Linked DNA regions of Salmo salar: region 1 is linked to region 2. Evidence: chromatin contacts called from public Hi-C data. All regions are on one chromosome and are shown on one strand. The core of a region is the stretch at or near the end of the contact, and the rest is flanking DNA. Distances in the headings are between cores, read along the strand shown. Region 1 holds the start of LOC106577185 (methylcytosine dioxygenase tet3-B). Region 2 holds the start of LOC106577189 (AN1-type zinc finger protein 4).

The links. Hi-C and Micro-C count contacts between places; a contact is called where the count stands out from the background.
Region 1: a contact with region 2 is called in a Hi-C map of gill, with 2.7 times the contacts expected there. The contact joins the promoter of LOC106577185 here to the promoter of LOC106577189 in region 2. A contact is called at or near these places in 2 of 3 Hi-C or Micro-C datasets (gill and muscle).

Annotation. Positions count from the first base shown.
Region 1 is chrssa18:30,792,442-30,798,786 of Ssal_v3.1, reverse strand. LOC106577185 (methylcytosine dioxygenase tet3-B) reads right to left here and starts at 1,728. Exons shown (of 11, transcript XM_014155012.2): 1 at 1,419-1,728; 2 at 1-371. The coding sequence starts at 181. It also overlaps the pseudogene LOC106577186.
Region 2 is chrssa18:30,511,623-30,517,997 of Ssal_v3.1, reverse strand. LOC106577189 (AN1-type zinc finger protein 4) reads right to left here and starts at 4,975. Exons shown (of 11, transcript XM_014155035.2): 1 at 4,897-4,975; 2 at 4,445-4,538; 3 at 2,990-3,299. The coding sequence starts at 3,173.

The DNA.
Region 1 (6,345 bases), core at 479-2,978, 280 kb before region 2:
TGGATCTTCGGGGTGGTTTTGGTGTCGACTGTGGGCTCTCAAAGGCTTTTCCTCTGGACTTGCTGGAGTTGGAGATCTGTCTCTTGGCGGTGGTGGTGGTTGTTGTTGTGGGTATCACCTTGCAGCCATTCCTTGTCTGTGGTGGGGGTTGTCTCTTAGGGGGTTTGGGAGTAGGAGGCATAGTGGAGGATGTGAGAGGGCAGAGATGGGGCAGTCGGCATGGGAACCAGGTGAATGGTTGTTCTCAGCTGTGCTCCAACTTCAACTTTTTTTTCTCTCTTCCTTAATTTTTTTGAGATTGGATTACTGGCTTACACTGACACGCAAATGCTGAGTTATTTTCCCACCATGTTGAAAAGCTGTGCAAGGACCTGGAGGGAATTGATCAAGAAAATAAAAATATGTTAAAATAACTGTCTGTTTCTCTATTAGTGCACTATATAACACACCCAAACACATCCGTGTTTGACTGAACACTAAGGAGAAAACTTTTTTATTTTCCTAACAAAACATGCCTGGTCACACGTTTTTTTTTGTAGGTACTGGGTATAGTAGAACCCAATTGTATAATTTGTAGCAGATGTTTAGAAATCTTGAATTGCATGGTGTTGCATTCGGGCAATGAAGCGTGTGACTGCAAATAGAACATGTATGAGGTATCAGGTGTAACTATATGGGTTAGTTGTATAGTGTTGAAGATTGTCGAGTTACCAGCCGTCTTTCACTTTCAACTGATCATGTTCAATAAACTCGCCTTGTGAGCCCACTTTAGGCTACTGCAGTTTTCCCTACTGTGTCCCTTTAACGAAAGGAATGGCGCTGGGCCTGCCGTGCCAAATACGGTCCGTATTTGGCTTAGCCGACTAAACAGTTTACAACACACAACACCTTGTCAAAGCAATGATCCGTGAAGTAGAGACATGCTTATTACCATGTAGTTAACAGATTACACAATAACCATGTCCTATAAATAAATGATTCATTGCAATATCAATAATAGATTTGTATTATTAATCAATATGCTAAAATCTCCAAACGCTCCTTCTGCTTCCGCATGGCGGTGGTATTTATTTTATATTTAGGCTAAGCCATTTAACAGTTAAAAGGCAGAAGTGAAGCCCTTTAAAAAGTACAGGCTATCACACAACACCGGACTTGGCTCGCGGCCTACTTTTTTACTGCAAGAGTTTCGGACGGAAGCGTAATGACAATGTTGTAACCAGCTTGCAACACTTTTTGCCGCGTCGAGTAGATTTTCTTGCACTTGACCAAATGTCGGAAAAATATCGAGTATTTGACACTAGTGGCATTGGATGGCTGACTAAGCTATTCGTGAATGTCACAAATAACATACGTGTTGTTGGTTTAGATGTTATTTACACGTTGACTTTAAAAGGCAGCTCAAATACTTTACATACCAGAGAGACAGTTGCACTGTCTGAATTGCTAATAATATTCCACTCCTGATAGACACTGACGATCATTGTATTGGTTTCACTCGGAAAATATGGCAGGTTAGTAGCTCTTCTTTACAACGCTGATACATTGACTCAATCTACCAATACTGTATTTATCAAACATCTATATAGCCATACTGAATAAAACACAATTTATAGCGTAAATCCTTCTTGTGTCAATCCATTCGGGGAAGCCCTCTCTCCCTCCTCTCCCAGACGCGACCTACTGTCTCGAGTCAACTCAGCTCTGGAGTGAAGGGTCTTTGGGAAAACCTGGAATGGAGCATTTGTCTACTTTCTCTAATGAGTAGAGGTAACAAACTACTATCAAACTACTTCAAACCCTAGATAACCTTTAACAAGCTAATGTTTTGCGTCATATTCTGTATGGTTTACAACTGTGTAATAATAACAGCTTTAAAAATATATTTCAGAACTGTGTAATAATAACACCTTTAAAAACACTAACCTGCTCCACACAAATACTATATGACCCTATATGTAGAAAATGATAAAGTGTTTAGGCAGTTGTTGACATATTATTAATTGACACATTTATGGTTTAATTATGCCATTTTTGTTATTTATCAATGACGTTATTCACATGCGACAGTGCGACACTCGATCTGTGCACATGAAGGGCAACAGTTAGTGATCATAAAAACATGTGCCTTAACCCTTCATACATACATTTAACCGGTAGCCAGTTGTTTTTTGTATTGCTGTTTGTCTAAGCACGTTTGGCTATTCTTTAGCTACGCGTTTCTCGCAAAAATAGTGACCGGAAACTGAACTCACAATTGTCGCTCGGTGAGGTTGTCTCAACGAGTGCCCGCTAGACAGGTTTCTTTGGGGAATCAGGAAGAGATGGAGGCTACCTGCAAATGCTAACGCGCCGCTAGCGAGATCCGTTTTGCAACGTTTGTTCATCTGACAGTGTTGACCTTGCAGTGGGTAAAATGGCTAATATAAGTTATTAGTACAGCAACAGTCGATTGAACTGTGAGTCAGTGTTTGAACAGTCCATTCAATAGTAGAGATTGGAAATTGTAGCTAGTTGACTAGTTAACGTTAATCTGCTAGTAACGGTAGCACGATAACTCGACTTCAATGACAGCTAGCTACTACTAGCTCTTTTTTAGTTTTGATACGTAACTAGCCAGCTAACCAAACTATGTCTTGATTATACATTGTTTCAGTGATCAACAGCTTACAACGTTATGCCTCACATCATTATGTGTCTCTCAAGGCAAGGCAGAATGTCAGTGTTAGTAAGTTATATTGGTGGTCTGATGATGACCTCGAGCGTTGTCCTTTTTAATGCTGGGTGAGAATGTCATGTAGCTGTTGTGTTTTTTTCTTTGCATAGTTATGGATGCATTCGGGTCCTGATTGAACTCACACATCATGGCAATGGATGCTGCAGTCTCCATCTGTGGTCGTCCTGTGATCCCCAACCACACTCAGGCGGACTATCACTTTGTCCGTTCCTTCGTAGCTGGAGGTAAGGGCGGCTGCAGACTTCACTAGTGATGATAATACAGAAATACAATACAGAACATACAGTAGTACACATCCAGTGACACAAACCCTGGTTCTGATGCGCTGCATAGTGTGCAGGCAATTCATCCGGCAATAACAGACTACTATCATCGAAATGAATGGGTAAACCTCACCAGAGATCCAGAAGAAATGGGTATATGTCTACAGAGTTCTGACAGCTTAAACGTCTAGACGTTGGCAGAGCGACATAGGTATAATGAGTTTGTGGGTAGTTTTCACAGACCCAGATTAAGCTGACTTGTATTGGACCTGCATTAAAAAGCCTGCTAGATGGAGATTCTTTACTGAAAGTGCATTTTAGTCCAGGACTAAGCTTAAAGCTGAAATCCACACCACTGTTCAGTCAGCATCAGGTGAAACCGCACCACTGTTCAGTCAGCGTCAGGTGAAACAGCACCACTGTTCAGTCAGCATCAGGTGAAACAGCACCACTGTTCAGTCAGCATCAGGTGAAACAGCACCACTGTTCAGTCAGCGTCAGGTGAAACAGCACCACTGTTCAGTCAGCATCAGGTGAAACAGCACCACTGTTCAGTCAGCGTCAGGTGAAACAGCACCACTGTTCAGTCAGCGTCAGGTGAAACAGCACCACTGTTCAGTCAGCGTCAGGTGAAACAGCACCACTGTTCAGTCAGCATCAGGTGAAACAGCACCACTGTTCAGTCAGCATCAGGTGAAACCGCACCACTGTTCAGTCAGCGTCAGGTGAAACCGCACCACTGTTCAGTCAGCATCAGGTGAAACAGCACCACTGTTCAGTCAGCATCAGGTGAAACCGCACCACTGTTCAGTCAGCATCAGGTGAAACCGCACCACTGTTCAGTCAGCATCAGGTGAAACAGCACCACTGTTCAGTCAGCATCAGGTGAAACAGCACCACTGTTCAGTCAGCGTCAGGTGAAACAGCACCACTGTTCAGTCAGCATCAGGTGGAACAGCACCACTGTTCAGTCAGCGTCAGGTGAAACAGCACCACTGTTCAGTCAGCGTCAGGTGAAACAGCACCACTGTTCAGTCAGCGTCAGGTGAAACAGCACCACTGTTCAGTCAGCGTCAGGTGAAACAGCACCACTGTTCAGTCAGCGTCAGGTGAAACAGCACCACTGTTCAGTCAGCATCAGGTGAAACAGCACCACTGTTCAGTCAGCGTCAGGTGAAACAGCACCACTGTTCACCCCCAGCGCATTTGTAATTGTTTTTGTGTTGTTGATGAAACGGAGGAGAGGAGCATCCAGAATTCTGGGGAAACAAAATGGCGTGCAATGATGTCCGAGGGAAAGAAACATGTTGGTTGTTTGTTGCATAAATGGCTGGATACCAGCTTTAATACAGGTTAGGGAAACTGGCACTGAATGTGCAGGTTTTTATTTATATACAAATATAGATATGGTGCCTGGAGAAGTCACATGACGGTGGTCAATGTCTGTTGTCTATACAGTAGATACGGTGCCTGGAGAAGTCACATGACGGTGGTCAAGGTCTGTTGTCTATACAGTAGATACGGTGCCTGGAGAAGTCACATGACGGTGGTCAAGGTCTGTTGTCTATACAGTAGATACGGTGCCTGGAGAAGTCACATGACGGTGGTCAAGATCTGTTGTCTATACAGTAGATACGGTGCCTGGAGGTCTGTTGCTATAACTGTTAGTGTATCATCATCCATCTGCCAGTTATATTGAGGCTATTACTCTGTACTATCTGTAACTAAGATTGTCTTATTAGTCAGATGTTGAACATGGGAAGAAACCCCATGACCTGTCCAAAGTGATGTAATATGCATTTATCCAAACGAACATGTTTAGGGTCTGGGTTGAGCAAATTCTCATCCAACAGATAATTCTTCAGATTAATCTAATGGTTATTTTACTTAGTCTAGCCCAGATATGCTCATGTTGAGGGTGTCTGTATCTGTCTGAGTGTGTTTAGGTGTAGCAGGATGATGTGCCAAATACACCATCGCTCCTTTGGACAGAGTGAAGATCTTACTGTAAGCCAACAGTCCCCACAACAAAGACCTGGGTAAGATCTGGATAACTCTGCTGCAGTGGAAGTGTTACTGAACATGTAAACATGTCTGTCTTTTGTCAGTTGGTTTGTCATTGTCACTCATGTATCCCCCCTCCCATGGAAATCTGACACTGGTTTTCCTTGTTCTCACACCTGGTTGCAGCGAAAACGAAACTATGACATCCCTCCACACAATTATCTCTTGCTTATTTCTCTCCTTCACGCTCTCTCCCCTCCCTCTCTCCTCGAGGTGTGGTAGCTACTCTCCGTGTCATGCCAAGGAAGGAGGGTTACCTGGGGCTTTATAAAGGCAATGGGCCCATGATGGTCAGGATATTTCCCTACGGAGCTATCCAGTTCATGGCCTTTGACAAATACAAGAAGATCCTTAGTTAACAGCTGGGCGTCTCTGGACACATCCACATGGTCGGTTCTATGGCAGGTGAGAGAAGATCAGTGGTGAAAAGGACCTCTTTCATGGTGGAGAGGGAGGATCCAGAAAAGACAAAAGGAGGCTTGTATAATGCAGAGAAGATACTTCCTCACTCCTGATTATTTTTCCACAACAATAGTTTCAACAAAACGCCAACAGTTGTTGTTGAGTATATTTTATCTTACCATGTTATTGTTGCTCAGGGATGACAGCAGTGATATGTACGTACCCTCTTGATGTGATCAGAGCCTGTCTGGCTTACTAGATGAAAGGACACCATCGCTACACGGGCATCAGAAATGCCTTCCAGACCATATACCTAAAGGTATGCTATTTTATTTGTTCTGACATATCCCTTTATTTGTCTTTCAGTTTTACATTCAACCTGTTACCTGTGTTTGTGTTTCTCATTAACTGATGCTCAGTGGTGGTGTTTATTTTTTATATTTAAAGGAAGGAGGCATCCCTGGGACAGATCCCAACCCTTATAGGCATGACTCCATATGCAGGTGAACACACACAAACACACGGTGTTGTGACTAACTTTTTGTCCAGTTCATTGTGGGCCTCATTTGTTTTGTCCTCTGCCCTCCCTCCCTCCTCCCTCCCTCCCTCCCTCCCTCCCTCCCTCCCTCCCTCCCTCCCTCCCTCCAGGGTTCTTGTTCTTTACCTTCAGCACGTTGAAGACTTCCGTCCTCAGACAACCCAGAGGTGCTGATGCTGAAGACCCACGTCAACCTGCTCTGTGGAAGGGGTGGCCGGAGCTATCGCACAGACCATATCATAGGTTGATTGATTGACTGATTGGGTGTTTGACTGATGGATTGATTGGTTTTAAAGACCTACCCTATTCTCCTCTCCCTGTTCCCCACTTTTCTTCTACCT
Region 2 (6,375 bases), core at 3,726-6,225:
AGAAATGTATAACTATTGTGTCTGTAAAATGTGTATAAGACGTATAAACTAAAAGGTAGAAGTCTAAGTGTTATTGTTTATTAGTTCACCACAGAACAGCAAGATGACTCACTCATGCCCCCTACAGGACATAGCATGCTAAAGACAGACTCAAGCCACAATGCAAACTTTTCTCTGAAGACCATCAGAGACTAGCACTTGACGTCAGCGTGAAAACACTCACACATTGACATCTCACGACAGATAAGCTTGGCATAACTAGAGAGCATGACACCTGCTGTGCATAAACAGGCAAGAGTACTCTCTTCCCTCACTCTACAACCATACTAAGGTACTTGAGTTGTGACTTCTCTTCCTTCTCTCTACAGCAGAGATTGGAACCTTTGATGGGGTGGTGGCCACTAAAAATTCAAACTCATCATGAGGTGCCGCAGTTGACCCCCCCCGGAGAGAAATTAATAAAGTTAATTTTGTGCAATTCAACACATTTCACCATGGGGTATAGAGAAAATGTTGCTGTTTAAAAGCTAGTTTGCTACAATTACACACATTTTGCCATGGGGTCGGAGAGAAGATTTAGAATTTTATAACTCATTTCATGAACATTTTTAGATTTTAGTGTTAATTTTCTGCAATTCTACACGTTTTGCCATAGGGTGGAGATAAATGTTTGCAGTTTTTAATGATACCTGAGTGAGACTGAGTTTGTTAGTCAATCTCGACCTTGATTAATACAAGTTTAGATAGCTGGCCGTTAGACTAATGTTTGCTGACATGGGCTAATTGAGTGGCTATCAGTGACTAATATACTTTAAGAGAAACTGTTGGTGCACAACCAAATTTCTAAATTTCACCTTGTGTATTCTACTATTCTACCTCGCAACAGTAAGTTTAGAACCCCGAAAAAGTCCCCCACCCCCAAACAAAAAAATGCAATCCAAGGCCCTTCAAAAATGGGGCCGCATGCCCATCCCTGCTCTACAACCATGCTGGGGTACTTGAGGACAGAGGACTCCCCCCGACAGCATCCCAAATGGCACCATACTCCCTAAGTAGTGCACTAAATAGGATGTAATTTGGGACACAACCTCCCTCCCTCTTTCCAGCTCCTCTCCCCACGCTGAATGCACTCGTTGGCCCAGTGAGTGCTGGAGGGAACCCAGTGTTTGAGTGGGCCAGAGCAGTACCATACTACTCTATTGTGAAGAGGCATGCCCAGTCACGCAGCCCTGACTAACACACCCCCCACTGACTGACTGCAGAAGAGCACAACACGCAGAGAGAGAGGTAGAAATAAAACGAGTAGAACCACAAACATCCTCAGATAGGGAGCAAGACAAAGAAATACAACAAATAGAACACCTTAGCCCAGGGAATCTAGGCATGGTTGCATCGCTATGGAAATGATAGGCATCTACTATCTAATGATAGTCTACTTCCAACCTATTTTCAGATCAGTAAGAGTAGGATGAGGAGACAAACAGGAGGCTACTGTAGACTACTGAGATGCATCCAGAGTAGTTCAAAGAGTCTGTCTCCTGACAGAATTGTTTGTCAATCTCAGCTGGAGACTTTCACCTCTCTGTTGTCAGCACTAGTGCCTGTTAGCTATCTCAAACATGAGCTTCCTGTAAATCACACTGCAGTTGAAAGGAGATAAATGGCTATAATTAAAGGATAAAAAATTAAGCAAGGCTTTGGAGGTAGGCCTACCACTGAAGCAAGTGGTAAGCAAGAGCTGCAAGAGATTTACGCTTTTACCAAGCTGTGCGTCATCTTGAACTGTACAAAGCCAATTTGTGGTGATCAATATTGTAAGATATTGCATGATCCTGTCAATTATCTTAAGAGCATTAGTCAAATAATGGCTATTGTTGATAACTAAATAAACGTTTGAACATATGTGGACAGAAACTATAAAGATTCTTAAAGAGCATTGTGTATAAAAAGCCATAGCAATAGTATTAAATAGGAACATGATTTGTATCAGTGTCCATAGATTCAGTTACTGGTACCATTTACCACACCACTGACAACCAAGTGACAACCGTAGAGAACACATTGACTCCCCTCTGCCTCTCCCGATAGGCTGTCGTACAATATTAAAACCTGAGGAAGAACATGCATAGCTGCATCATAAACGCCTATTTTTTTGTTGTTGTTGTTTTTTTTACAACCGCCATCACTCTACACACAAACAGCATCCCAAATGGCACCCTATTCCCCTATGGGCCCTGGTAAAAAGTTGTGTACTATATAGGGAATAGGATGCCATTTGGGACGCACACGATGTTCCTCTCCCGAACGCCTCCATCCCCCCCAGCTGTACTTCATCACTACTAAACACACTGGCTCCCAGAGCCTCCCACCTCACCAGGCCCAGCTCAGCTCAGCTCAGCCGTGGCTGGATTGATGAGGCCGTTTGGGGCCTTTAATATCCCAAACGTGCAGTGCTCTATCGAGCTCTCAAGGAAGACGGACGGAGGATGAGGCCGAATAAATGATTAAAGAAAAGTGCTTGGATTAAATAAGGTTTAACGTGTGTGTGGAAAGCCAACTAGCCAGAGCCTTTGTCTGCTTGGCCGGAGGAGCAGGGTGATATACGAAGTCTGATGCTGTGAGGATATAAATGTTTCTACTAAAACAGAAAGCCATTATTTGCAATGGAATACATTTGTATCCATCCCTCTTCTTGGCTTAGAAATGTATTTTGTATTGCTTGGCTCATCTTCTGTGCAAGAAGGTGAAAATCCACGTCTCTCTTTATAGTTTCTTATTCTAGGCAGCCAGGATTAGTATTGCATTAAATCTGAGCTTATTAATATTCATACATCATTTTCAATTGGCCATTTTTCAGGTCGCATTTCACAGACAGTGTTAGACAGGGAGGGAGCCTATCCTGCTTAAGTAAAGGAAGGGGAAACAGTATAGCCTTGTAGCCAACATGCTGGGTCAGGAAAAGTCACTACTGTACTGTTATATACTGTACCTTCCAGCCTCTGGATCTTGGCCTTGACAGAGATGACTGTCTCGATGGGCGAGACACGCAGCTCAAAGCAGGTCCCCGTCAACGTTTCGATGAACAGCTCCATGGTCTCGTAGAACGGCAACTTGTACTGGAAGGTCCCCACACTGTCGTCGTTATAGATAGGCGGCTCCTTTCTGTCCGACATCTTGGTGAGGTCAGGACTGCTTTAGGGGGAGGGGGATGTGGGAGGGGTGGCGGCCCAGGGGAAGGGAGAGGGGGATGGGTGTTCTCTGTTGTCACCACGGTAACACATCATGCAGGAAGCCCCAAGCTGTGGAGAGAGAGGTCTCAGTACCTTGACCTTTCTTCTAAGTCCAAGGTCCTCCGTCTCTGTTCCTCATACAGAAGACACCATGAGGCAAAAGAGAAAAACAAACAGCGATTCTGAGTGGCGTAGCAGTCTAAGGCACTGCATCTCAGTGCTATAAGCGTCACTACAGGCCCTGGTTCGATTCCAAGCTGTATCACAACCGGCTGTGATTGGGAGTCTCACAATTGGCCCAGCGTGGTGCGAGTTAGGGTTGGCCGGGGTAGGCCGTCATTGTAAATAAGAACTGTCTTCCCTATTTAAATAAAGGTTAAATAAAAAAATAAGTTGGGAAGGAAGGGTGGAGTTGACACACCTGTATGAACCTGGTAGGAAAGGAGTCCTGTATTTCCCTGACAACAAACAATCAACATGAAACATCTAGGTCCTACATTATGTAAGGAGACCTAACCCCCTCTGTTAATACTAGTGAGCAGAATGCAAAGTATTCCATTATGTCATTCGGAAGAAATGCGTATTAAAATATTCTCACACCAAGACACACACTGAAATGTCACCAACTCTCTCACCTTAAATAGGCCTAGGTCTATATGAGAGAGCAATAGTTTAGATCAAGAAATTACAGTACAATGGAAGTGACAAGTGTAAATCTTTATAAGCACCTTCATGAAACATTCTGCAGAGAGCAAGGCCCAGCCAGGCCACAGCTCCTGGCTGCAATATAGTCAGCTGTTAGCCTATATAAAGCCATTGGGAGGAGTATGTTGTGTCAAACACACAGACAGCTCTCTGCAATACAGTTAACCTGTATTTTATGTGACTGCAGTAACATTTCATTTTAAAAGCATGCAAATGTAAAGTTGTGGGCTGATTGATAGGAAAACAACTAGAGATCCCTTTCACACCAACACTAATCTTTATTCCCAATGTTTAAGGCTATATTATACCATTTCAGTCAGCTGCCCTAAATGTGTGTCAATCGTGAAAACAAAGGGTCTTAATCTTGCCTTTATCAGTGGCTTGTTTGTTACACATGGCTTACATGGTTACACAAGGATGTTAACTTCATAGCTAGCTAGTTAATAGACGACCAGACTGCACGCCTTTCTCTCTCTTTCTCACCAGAAACCCTAGCGTTTTGAACTCACCTTAACAGCATCCCAAGACTAGCTGGCAAGAGTGCACCGGCGATGAACAACTGGCTGTCGTCCCAAGACTACAAACACTCCGTATATTAGCTAGCTTGAAACAATAAAATAACACAAATGAAAGACAGTAGTAGCAAACTAAATGCATTCATTATTTAGCTAGCTAGCAAGTTCGTTAATCTAACTAAATATGTTGCGACTAGCTAGCTAGAACTAGCGAGCTAACCACTTTAGCAACCCAAACAATGGCTACCTTGCTTGGGTCGATGGTTGGCTAGCAAACTGCTACGCCTACTCTCCTCTTCAGATTCGACATTGTAGATTAGAATCAAAAGGGTCTGCTTATCTTCATGCTTAAATATAAAAAGGAAAGCCTGAAAGCTGCCCTTATTGCCCATGAACTGTGATAGATTGGTAAACCTTTCGGTTTTCGTGAACTCTACTCATCTCACCTGTCAAAAAACAGGAGACTCCTGAACCAGCCCATTGTGACTCTCTTGATTGACAACAAAGGCATCCTATGACGCAACGTGAAAAGTCTAGGTGAACCAATGAGGAGTACACAGAGACGGGACCAATATTGTTTGGAGACTGACCCTTTCTGCTACAACAAGAACACTGGCTTCAGAGTGACAAAGATACTGATAGCCCAACAAACTAAACCTTTCATGGAATAATGCAAACGGTTGTCTCTCTACATTTGAATAACTGGAAGTGTACAAGTTCTCTTTAAGCAATCATAAACTCTAAGGCTTCATGCCACAATGACTAACACCACAATGACTAACGCCCTGTAGCACTCACATCTGTAATCATGAAGTGCTATGAAAGGCTAGACACACTCCAATTTGCATACCGCCCCAACAGATCAATAGACAACAATGTCAATTGCACTCCACACTGCCCTCACCTACCTAGATAAGACAAATATCAATGTGAGAATGCTGTTCATTGACTACAGACCAGCGTTCAGCACCATTGTCCCCTCCAAGCTCATCACCAATCTTAGGACCATGGGACTGAACACCTCCCTCTGCAGCTGGATCCTGGACTTCCAGGCAACATCCCCTATGCCATGCTGACTCTCGCACAGGGGCCCCTCAGAGGTGTGTGCTTAGTCCCCTCCTACCATACAGGACTACAACACCATCATTAAGTTGACTCACCTTGAGTCAATTTACGTTTTATCTATAGATACGTTTTATCTATAATTTCTCTTCATTATTTCTCTTCATATGACAAGGATTAAAAATGATTTGCCAGTAGATTGTCGACTTGATTCATAATGGGGACTGCTAGCTAAGATTTTGAAAGTATGATGTTGACATAATGTGATTTGACCTCATTTTATCTGTGGTCAATGATCTTGAGCCTTCTTGGATGGGCACTTCTAATGTAACTCTATGGCAGCACCCAAGGGGCTAGAATTTTCTAGCTCTACCCTTACTTGGAGGTGACATATTGTCCTCATGAGTGACAGAACACTGAGCTAATCACGGCGCAACGCTCCATATTTTCTGTTTGATTGCCCCACCACTACAGAAAGCACCGAGCTAGGCTGAAACACCTGCATTTTGGAGCTGCCTTACTCAAGTAAACAAAAAAGAGACCATGTTTGTATTATTTTATTTACTCAATGATATAAACTCAGCAAAAAAAGAAATGTCCTCTCACTGTCAACTGCGTTTATTTTCAGCAAACTTAACATGTGTAAATATTTGTATGAACGTAAGATTCAACAACTAAGACCTGAACTGAACAAGTTCCACGGACATGTGACTATTAGATATTGAATAATGTGTCTCTGAACAAATGGGGGGGGTCAAAATCTAAAATAACTGTCAGTATCTGGTGTGGCCACCAGCTGCATTAAGTACTGCAGTGCATCTCCTCCTCATGGAATTCACCAGATTTGCCAGTTCTTGCTGTGA